Regions from separate parts of the Mus musculus genome. Here regions 1 and 3 are each linked to region 2. The links are chromatin contacts, called in public promoter capture Hi-C maps. All regions are on one chromosome and are shown on one strand. The core of a region is the stretch at or near the end of the contact, and the rest is flanking DNA. Distances in the headings are between cores, read along the strand shown. Region 1 has its middle 34 kb from the start of A830029E22Rik. Region 2 holds the start of Gask1b (golgi associated kinase 1B). Region 3 has its middle 32 kb from the start of Gm29808.

Region 1 (3,753 bases), core at 657-3,156, 1.9 Mb before region 2:
TTGTGGAGTCCATCACCTCTTAATAGCACTATGGGATGGGGGATCAGTGTTCACTGTGTGGACCTGTGGTGGACATTACAAAAACAACTTACAACATTTGGGAAAACCATATGGGGGAAAATAAACTAGACACCAAGACACATCCTATATCAGTCTTAAGTGTGGTGGCCAGAATAGAAGAACTCAGAGAAAATGTAAGTGTGCCAAAGATGACCAAGGGCTAGGGAGGCAATGAGTCATTGCTGTTTAATTGGGATGGAGTTTGCATTCTGTATGTTGAAAATGTTCTAGAACTGAACAGCAGTGATGATCACTTAACTCTTGACTGTTCTACTAAAAGTCATGACTGTGATAAGTTTTTTCTTATCTTTGCTTACCATAATTCATATAAATATCCACAATGGAACAAAAGATTAAGCAGCATGACGGCTGAAAATGTTTTTATGTACTCACGGCTCTTTTGGAATTCAACTATGTTATCTTCACCAGACCAGAGTGTGCAGTTTGTTCCTTTCTGGTGTTGAAATTTGAGTTGAGATTTTGTAAAAGCTCTATCAGTTTTGTCTTCAAGTATCATATTGGAACGGGTGAAGTTATCAAGTTTCACTCAATTTCCTCACCCAATACAGCTGACAAAAGTATGTACTTTAAAGTGAGACCTCCTGGGAAGGCATCTCAGTAGAGAGAATACCTGCTTTGCAAGTATAAGGACCAGAGTCCAGATCGCCACACCCTGTCTAAAACCCCAGACAAAGCAGCAAACACGTGTCACCGGAGAGATGACAGTTTGTGAAGTAGAGGCACTGGATCCCTGGAAACTTATTGTTACTTATTCGGCAAATTTCTAGGCCACCGAGAGACCTATCTCAAGTAAAAGGTGGACAGTGCCTAGGGAACCGAAGGCAATGTTGTCCTCTGACTGATATGCACATGGACACTTTTCTACGCATACACATGCATCGACACAAACACATCCACACACAAAGTAAAATTGTTCACGTGAGCCTTCATAGTCTGCAAATGTCCCCCGCTATTCTTTATGAGCTTTGGTCTGCCGTTTCTGGGTTTTGGCAGGGATTTGTGTGAAATAATTAGAAGACAGTAATAAGCAGTGAAGTCCATATACAAGCCGGGTGTGGGGCAGAGAAAGGGAACATCTTTAAGACACGCAAGAATCATATCCTGTCCTGCCTTGAACTGAGAAGAGTTTGTTTGGAGAGAGTGAGTGCAGAGGGTACATTTACAAGGCTGGTTTCAGAGTTAACATGATTATCAACACAGGTGATATAGCTCCTTGTGCAGCAGTCGGCTGTGCACTGACAGCCTGGTCCCCGGTTGAGCAAAGGTCTGGAACCCTGGTGACCAGATGGGTGGAGACTTCCACCTGCATGGGATGACAAATGTTCAGCCACGCCTCCTGGGTTCCTGTCTCCTGTGTGCTGTCTCACATAGCTACAGCCTCCTACAGCTCCCCACCCCACCCCCGCAGAGCAGCACCAAGCCCTCCCACATGCAAATAAGGTTTCCCCAAAGCTCTCATACCAAACCAACGAGAAGCATTTGTTTTCAGACCCTTACCCACACCAAAGCTGTATGTAAAAATCCTATCCGGAAGGATTAAAAGTGTAGGAGAACTACTCCATCGTCTGAGCCTTCTGTTCTGAGAGCTGTAACATTTTGGAAAAGGTCTGCTCTCCCCAAGTGCTGCCTAAAGCTCTGCTGCACTCCTCACTGCCTGGTCAGTCTGTTGTTGGCCCAGCCCTACTTGCAGGGCAGCAAGGAGAAATCTTTAAACCTAGAAGGCATGGCAGAGACAAGGTGGAGTCAACTGCAGCCGCAGAACTGGCAGAAGGGACTTCCCCTCCCTGCCTGCACTGCTTCCCCTCGCTGGAATTCTCACACCAGGCAGGGCCAGAGTTCTCCGTGCAAAGCCTCTGGTACACAGACCCACAGCTCCTCTCCAAGACTGTCTGGACATGAGGGGGGGGGGGGGAGGAGACTATTTGTCTCCCGCACTTTACCCTCATTTACATTTGATTTGTAGGGCTTGGCACGAGGAGTTAGTTCATATATCCTATAACATAAAATAAAGGTAGTAAAAGTTACCTTTATTTTTATTGTTCAAAAAATAAGTCTTGAAAATGCACAAGTTTTGCTTTGAATCAGAGCATGGTATTTCTGGATGATTAGTTTAATATATTCCATTAAGTTAAAATATTTTAATGAAGATTCATGGCAACCTACAAGGTTCTTTGAAACCATAGTTTTGAATCATTCACCTAAGGAACTTCCTATCCTACAGTTTGGTTTCCCAAAACATAAGCCTTATAAGTTGCTTTGAGTTGTTTACATTGTCATTTTATACAACCTTGCTTGTTTGCTTTTTGCTTGCCCATACCTGAGCTGAAAAATATATATCTTGCCATACTCCTTCACCAACGTCATATGATAAAATATTCTCCCATGCATAATAGCAGCTGGTTCTACAGGACACTTTTAAAATTAATAATTTTTGGATTAAAGTATAATTATATTATTTTCCTTTCCTCTTTCATCCTCTAACAACTCCCATCAACCTCTTTTCTCTCTCAAATCCATAGCTTCTTTTCCTTTAATTGTTTTTATATATTTTTATATTATATATTTATATATGTAATATAGGTTACAAATATGTTCTTATATGTATAAATATGTTTTTATATATGTTATAGGTAAAATTTACATCCATATTTATATATATAACGTAAATCCATATAAGTGAATTGTATTTATATCCAACTCAGTCCATATAATATTATTTGCATGCATGTGTAGGAGCTGTCATTTTAACTGGAAATAGGTCTAAACATGATTTTAGCCTTGAAAACTGTAAATGTTTTGTAGCTCATCCTCCATTCATGCTTGGACTTTATCTCTCTTGACCTTGTGCAGGTTGTCTGTGAACTGTGAATTCGTGTGTGCAATGGTGTTGTCAATAGATACAGTAATAAACTAACCTGTAAAGTCTTAACTCTTCAGTGATTAATGCCTCTCTAAACCCTCATCAGAGAAGCTCCCTTTTGATCCAGTAGATGGAGATTAATAAAGAGAAACCCACTACTATTAAACCTACAGTAAAGCAACCAACTCTAAATGACACATCAGTATCACTCAACCTCTCCCGAAGGCTCAGGGATCATTGCTGAAGAGGGGGAAGAAATTCTGTAAGACTGGGGATTAGGATCCCTGTAGTGAGGTGGTATTTGTTGCTTAGTTCTTTGTTTCTTTAGTGTGTCCTCTTTATTCTCTTCCCCTGCTCTTCTTTCTCCATCTCCTTGAGGTACTAAACAACTTGTACTCTTAGAAACACTCAGCATAGAGACCCAATATATATTGAAGTATTCAAACTTAACTTTGCTAAAATCAGTTTAATTTTCTAGTCTTCTCAGAATTTTAAGGATGGAGGAGACAATCAGAAGAAAGGAAGGATAGGTGCTCTTTCAGAGTCAGAGGTCACACTGAGAAAAAAAAGAGAAAACTTTGTAAATATTCTATGCACACTTTGTACCATCAGCATGAGAAAATGGAATCTTTGAATTGTCCATTCTAAAGTCACATAGCTAATAAAGGAGACAGGTCTGAAATTTGAACAAAGCTTGTTGCAGGGGTAATATATGGTATAATTCTCATGGCTGAGATTAGAAGATGATTTATCCTCAAGATACGATAACCTAGACTTTTGTTGTTCCAACTTAAAGAATCTAGTTTGTTTCT
Region 2 (3,455 bases), core at 697-3,196:
GAGTTAGCTCTCATGTGGTCAGTTCTGTCTGAGCCTCTGACAAAGACTATTTGCTGAGGAAAGATAACCACTTTCCTCTTAATTTTTAGAATATTTAATCTTTATTTTATGCATAGAAGTGTTTGTCTTCATATGTGGATGTGTACCACACTCATGCCTGATGCCAACAGAGGTCAGAAGACAGTGTTGGATACCCATGAATTACAGGCGGTTGTGAAACACCCTGTGTGTGTATGTGTGTGTGTGTCTGTGTCTGTGTGTGTGTGTGTGTGTGATTTGCAAAAGCACTGAGTGCTCTTAACCACTGAGACATCATTTCTATGCCCCACCCCCCAACCCCTTACTCTTTAAACCATCCTAGGAAGGAAGTTTCCATAGAAACCTGTAAGGTTCTATGCAAGGCTGTCAGCAAGCTCTGTACCCTGGCTTCCTGTCATCGTGCAAACTGTCACTAGTTTTAATTAGATTTAACATGCCACGAAAAAGTGCACAGAGAGAAACGGAGAGCAAAGATTGCAGTGTGGGCTTTCCCTCACATGCCCAGCACAGCTGTGCATTAGAACTCTAATATCCCCAGACTGGGAAATAGAAGAATGCCACGCGTATGGAAAAATGACGCTACTGCTGCTGCTGCTGTCCAAATGGGAAACATGGGTGGGGAAAATAATTCAGAGAGAGTGGGGGAAAGGAGAAAACGATCCCAAATCCCCAGCAGCTGCAAATAAGAAGCAAGTGAATCTGTTACCTTGGATGAACTCTAATTTCCTGCTCACAGATGGCAGGGTCCTGTTGAGACCCAGGATCCTGTCCAGGTGGAAGGCGAACACTTCACTCATGTCCAGCGGCTGCTTGAGAAGCCCACAGGGGCTAGGCCCGCAGCCAGGCACAGAGCCTGAGGTGCTCCCTTCCAACACCAGCAAGCGGGTACCACTCTTAGAGATAGGTAGGATGCTAGCCACCTCACTATCAGCCAGGAGGCGCATTCTGCGGATGTCTTCTTTGCTCAGCCATGAGGGGGCGCTCTCGCTATAAATCCTAATGTTGCTCTCTCGGGCCCTAGGCTGCTGCAAGTTTGAACCTCTAGTTCTGACTCCAGGACCACGCAGCACCCTCCAGGGTCGTTCACCAACCTTGGTTAGGTAACCCTGAACATAGCCAGGTACTTCAGCATCTGCTGCCCGTGCAGCTTCCTGCTGTATAAGGGATGGTCTAACCAGCACCTCCTGATCAGGGGCTGCAGATGCCACCGCATACTTCTTCCTGCGCTTGGGTTTCACCGTGCCACGGATATTCGCAGGCTTGCTGCGCTTGGAGCGTAGAGTAATGTACACCACGTTGGGCTGCAAAGTGCTTCCATTGCCCTGCAACTCTGGAGGGGCCAGGGTACCATCCAGGGGAATCTCAGAGAAGGGTACCTTGAAGATGTCGTGACCGTTGGGTGGTCCCCTGTCAGTCGCCTGCCCATGCTGAAAGGAACCTCTGCCCACCTGGCTCACCAGAAAGCCCAGGTAGATGGCACAGGCAGTGCCCAGCAGGAGGTTCCGTCTGGTCCTGGGACGCCGACTACTCCAAAGTTTACACACTCGTGGGGCGCACAGAGAGCAGACAAACCAGTTTACGAGCTGCCCCGGCTTGTCTGGACAGGTCATTTCTCTGCCGCTTCCACATGCTGAACTGAGTTTAAAGTCTGCAGCTGGCTCCGGGTGACATGATTCATGGCTTCCTGAATCCAGCCGTCCAGTCCGCTTCGCTATCTAAGTGGTCTCCAACAGGCAGAGAGGTAAAAGAGAAGGGTCGCTGCTGCGGGTTCTGGGAACGCTTTGTGAACTGGCCACCGCAAGCCTTTTAAACTCCTATCAGCCTTTCCCAGGAGAAAGGAGGGCTGACTCTGGGAATGAATGGAAACAAGAGTTGACTGAATCACTAACTCAACCCATTTCAGTTCCTCTACAAGAGGAAAGAGGCGAGTAACCCTTTCCTTCCACAAATTCTACCAAGTTTGGTGTAAAGTTTAAAATGCGGAAGCAAGATAGGTGTGTGAGTCTGATTTTACTTTAAAGTAATGAAGACAAGCTGCAAAGAGCGTTTGCTAGCTCACAGTTAAAGCCACTACATCTGAGAAGCAAAACTCTTAAAAGTCATCAACCAGGATCCCCTGCAGACCCCCTTTTTGTGATTCAGAAATAAGAAAAGAAATAAATACTTTTTAAGATTTTTATAGACACCCTAACTTTTGTAAGATATATATTACAAAAATATCAAGTAGTGAGTTCATATTTAAACATATTCTCTTAACTAATGTTCCACATTGTTTTCACAATATATTCCATATCTAAAATTGTTATTTAACTACCCCTTGATGTTTATATAGCTTGAAAAGGGTGAGTTCTCTCTCTCTCTCTCTCTCTCTCTCTCTCTCTCTCTCTCTCTCTCACACACACACACACACACACACACACACACACACACAACTTTTTATTCCTTTTCTTTCCACTAAAGAGAGCAAAAATGAAAGAAAAGAATATCTAGGTTTTTTGGTGGGTTTTTTTTTGTTGTTTTTTTTTTTGTTGTTGTTTTTTTTGCCTTTTTCTTCACATTTTTAAATAGAGGGAAAAAGTTGTTTAAGAAGAAAAACAAAACTTTACTTACACAGCTGGCCCCACGCTTAGCTCCAGGAAGAATGGAATTCCTGACTCTAATGCACAGAACTTTGAAAGGCTGAGGCACGTAAGGAGAACATATTTCATGGCCAAGGGTGTTCCACCTTTCAAACATCTCGGCTCAGCCTTAAAAGCTGCCGCCTTCTAACAGCGGAGCAAAATGATTTGTAAACTGGCTGCTGCGCCGTTTTCAGACACGTGAGGTTCTTTTTAAAGATGACTAAAAAAATAAAAAATAAAATTTAATTTTGAATTTCTCCAAACACAGCTCAGACCCAGTTTTCATTCAAACAACTTTCTGCTCCTTTCAGCCCCTGGGAGCCCCCTAGTGTCTCATTTGCTAAGCGACACAGAAATGGCAGCCTTGGGAAGCTGAAGTGATCTGAAGTGTTTTGCTGGAGTTGGCGGAGACCCTGTTGCCAAATAAATACCTTAGAAAAATGAGGAGTGCCCACTGACCCCTGCCTGACCCCACGGAGTTGGGAAGGGGAAACTGGACGCCAGAGTCCAGGGCCTGCAACTTACCTTACATCTGGGCTGTTTGCAGACTAACTCTTGTCTCCCACCAGTTCTCGATGGGGGTAAAACGGCCAGGAAAGGTAGACAAAGCTAAGAAGGGGGTCACTGGAAATGAGTAGAGAAACGGAAGCGTGAGATAAGAGTGGGGTGTAGGGAGATGAGAAGGTTCTTGCAGCATGCAAATGAACACAGCAACAGCCCTCAGAAGGCAGCCTGGACCCCTTCTGATTGGAGGTCTTCTGAAAACAGGTTAGTGATTGGCCTGGGTCATTTGCA
Region 3 (3,564 bases), core at 761-3,260, 1.1 Mb before region 2:
AGCTGAATGATGAAACCTGCTACAGTTCTCAGTGTTGGTGGCAGAGGAGAGTCACAAGTCTGTCCTACTTCCTAGACTCCCTTTGGATTCTTCATAGGTGGACGTCATTCGAAGCTAGTGAGCAGGAAATCCTAGCTAAATAATTTGCTGACTCTCAATTCCACTTCCACAAGACCCTTTGTTGAAGTGCTAATTTGGAGCTCACTGAAGGGTAAAAATATACCATACCCACAAAGGAGTAATTGGCAATGTATATTAACTGTATTATTTAAATTTCACATCAAATTGATGTGTGAAGTGTAGAGACAGCGTTGTATGGAGAAAAAAAGGACCTTATAATTTACAACCATTAACTAGTTGTTAATTTAATTTTGATCATTGATTTTGGATGAATCTCTTTAAAAATTGCCTAAGCTCCACATTACTTATTGTGGTGCTTATTTAATGACTGCCAATAAAATTTAAGCTTCCTGGCTATACTTGATTCTGTGACTTTTAGATGAGCAAATTGAATTTATTTTGTTTTTAAAACAGTGCAATATGCTTTAAAATTTACAGACAGAAGCTTAGGAAACAACCAGGGATATTCAGGAATGTTGGATCAATCTGTTTGCTTTCAGACATGAAAGCCAAGGCTTTCTTTAGTAGTAGCACATTGTAGGAGGACACTGTTTTCAAAGGAGTTGTTTTATAGCACATTGTAGGAGGATATCTTTGCAGTAGATTGTTCTTATAGCACACTGTAGGAAGAGTGTTTTCAATGGAGTTGTTCTTATAGCACATTGTAGGAAGAAGTGTTTTTTTGTTTTTGTTTTTTTTTTTCATTGAGTGGTTCTTATAGAACTTGTAGGAGGACATAGAATTGTTTTTTGTCTTGAACAGAATTATTGCATTTTTACTCAAGTGGGAGAAAAACATAATTACTTTTTCCCAGGATCAGAAGAACATTGTGAAAATCAGAAGAACATTGTGACCTATTGTCTCAAAGATGCTTTTTTCCATTAGAGTTATGATATATTTAGAAAACTACACAGTAGTTATTAAAGAACTCAGTTTTGAAACTACTGAATAACTAGCACATGCGTAGGGGTTGGGCGTCAGGTATATTGGCATCTGGAAATCTCAGCATTTTTCTGGAATGTTCAAAGAAGAGTCAAAATGACATTAACAAAAATGCTGGATTCTGAAACAAAATAAAATTGTAGTAAAGGAATAAAAATATTGGAAGTTGTGACTACGGACACAGACAAGAAAGACCTGAGGCTAACACTAAACTGCAACGCTATGATTCTGGAATTTATTAAGCAGAACAATGTGCAGAACATTTGGAAGCAATCTGTGTGCTACATTATGCATTCACTAGCTAGTTATTTGGATATTGTGGCACTTTTGGTCACTGCATTTTTGAAAAGATATAGACAAACTGAAATTGATCGAGGAAGGACAAGAACAATAAGAGGTAAAGCCCCGAGGAACAGTCTGGTTGCTATGATTGGATGCATGAGCATTTTTCTAATATTAGAATCAATTAATACTTCCCCCTTGGCAATGCTACCTAGAATAAAAAGGGGTTTAATAAAACAACCTTTTATATGTTTTTGATTCTGCCTTTGTTTTGCTGTGATGGAAATGCTAGAAAGTCATCTATGGAATCCCTGGGAGGATAAGTCTCCCAGAAATTGGAAAGCAGGTTCCCAGATCATTCTGAACAAATTATTCTCCCTAGTAGCAAATGGAATCCATAGGTATTTTCTGTGTTTGGCTGGTATTAGAAACCAAATAAATGGTTAGTTATCTCTTACCACGGTAAACAGTAAAAAGAGATATCCAAGACTCCCAGAGTCTTGAGAAATACAAGAGCTAACTAAATCTACATAGGCCTATAATAGTGTTTCTCATCTGCCAAGACACTGCTGGGAATATTTCTCGAACAGTGCTAGCAGAGTCTGGGCCATGGCTGCCAACAGCTATGGTTAATAGCAACCAGTAGCAAGACTTCAAAATCCCTGCAATGTTGATTTCAAAATGCCACCCTTCTTAGGAGGTGCAAGGCTCAGTGGCTATGGCTGTCCAGTTGTCAACAGAGACACCATGTGGTAGGGAGAGGCAATGGCAGCCAAGATAATGAAATCAGCTGTCCCAATGGTAGGACACATAGAAAACAGGGTTTCTCTTGTAATCAGGATATTTTGTACTGAACTAGAGATATAATTGCATTCAGAGTCCAAGGTAGAAGTGTAGCACAGAAAAGAACAACTACATTAAGAATATATTTTAAAAACGAAAGGAATGGCTTAAATTCAAGTTGAAAACACAATAATTTATATAAATTACTCATAAAAAACACTCCTAATATATCTAGATTAAATCAAAGCTTTCCATTTTCAACTTTTCCACTCCCATGGCAATAGAAACATCTACTTAGAATTAATCATAACTGAAATATTGTATTTATTGCTGTATTGCTGGAAAATCTGTCTCCCCTTCAAAATGTGAATTCTATAAGAACACACATTTCTTACCTTGTTCCATTACCATAAACTCAGGTCAAAGGGTTCCTAACATGCTTTGGATACATCGTTTGGTACATAGACATATCCAATAATTATTCAGAGACTACAGGACAAACATTATCCAGTTTAACGGGAAAAATTAAATATAGTATCCAAATCCCTTCCTACAATGAAAATCCCAACCCCCAATATACAATTGCTAGCATATCTTCATAAATATTCAAAGAATTAATATAAATAAGAACCACGACCAGTTAGATATAATTCTGTCAGAAAACAGAAAAAGAAGTGTCTTAGTCAGGGTTCTCTAGAGGAACAAACATGGCAGAATGTATGTGTGTGTGTGTGTGTGTGTGTATCTGTGTGTGTGTGTGTGTGTGTGTGTGTGTGTGTGTGTGTGTATGAAGGGAATTTATTAGAGTGGCTTACAAACTGTGGTCTAGCTAGTCCAACAGCTGCTGCCTAAAAACAGAAGGTCCAAGAATCTAGTAATTGCTTAGGCCAAGAGGCTAGATGTCTTCACTGGTCTTCAGTATATTCTGGAATCCTGGAAAGTAGGCTCTGATTCCAGTGAAGGCATAAAACTTGCCAGCAAGAATGAAAACAAGCAGACAGAGTCAATTTCCTTATTCTTTGCCCTTTATATAGGCTACCAACAGAAGATGTAGCCCGGGTTAAAGGAGGACCTTCCCACCTCCAATGATCTGGATTAAAGGTACATATTCCCACTTCAAAGGTCCTGATTCAAAGTGAGTCTCCCCACTTTAAATGATTTAATTACAAAAAAAATATCCCTCACAGGTATACCCAGCTGCTTGGGTTTGTTAATTCCAGATGTGGTCAAGTTCACAACCAAGAATAGCCACCACAGCAGGCATGGTTCCTTTTTTTATTAGGTTAATATTCAAATCTTGATTCCAAATCCTAGTAAGGAAATTACAAAGGAAGTTACAGCCCACTCTTGGGCATAAATGCAATTCAGCATGTTTTACAATTATATAAATTCCAATACCAGATGAGGTCATTCCATATGCAAAGTTAATTTAACATT

Evidence for each region. Promoter capture Hi-C pulls out the DNA fragments that hold promoters and counts their contacts.
Region 1: a promoter capture Hi-C map of hippocampal neurons shows a contact between it and region 2, with 6 times the contacts expected there. The contact joins the enhancer-like site here to the promoter of Gask1b in region 2. A contact is called at or near these places in 5 of 39 promoter capture datasets (the C10 cell line, embryonic stem cells, hippocampal neurons and 2 more) and 2 of 9 other capture datasets (embryonic stem cells and liver).
Region 3: a contact with region 2 is called in a promoter capture Hi-C map of embryonic stem cells, with 6 times the contacts expected there. The contact joins the enhancer-like site here to the promoter of Gask1b in region 2. A contact is called at or near these places in 10 of 39 promoter capture datasets (the 3T3-L1 cell line, the C10 cell line, embryonic stem cells and 5 more).

The regions. Positions count from the first base shown.
Region 1 is chr3:81,833,649-81,837,401 of GRCm38.p6, reverse strand. No RefSeq gene overlaps it. Among named protein-coding and RNA genes, the nearest start is that of A830029E22Rik, 34 kb to the right of the region's middle. Within about 2 kb of position 1,906, at least 56 of the 459 cell types and tissues checked have an H3K27ac peak or open chromatin away from gene starts, as enhancers often do. A contact at or near this core is called in embryonic stem cells and hippocampal neurons, where this site is marked.
Region 2 is chr3:79,884,421-79,887,875 of GRCm38.p6, reverse strand. Gask1b (golgi associated kinase 1B) reads right to left here and starts at 1,946. Exons shown (of 4, transcript NM_133187.3): 1 at 746-1,946. The coding sequence starts at 1,649. It overlaps Gm36569 (a long non-coding RNA gene), which reads left to right and starts at 1,070. Exons shown (of 3, transcript XR_375740.1): 1 at 1,070-1,780.
Region 3 is chr3:80,957,292-80,960,855 of GRCm38.p6, reverse strand. No RefSeq gene overlaps it. Among named protein-coding and RNA genes, the nearest start is that of Gm29808, 32 kb to the left of the region's middle. Within about 2 kb of position 2,010, at least 63 of the 459 cell types and tissues checked have an H3K27ac peak or open chromatin away from gene starts, as enhancers often do.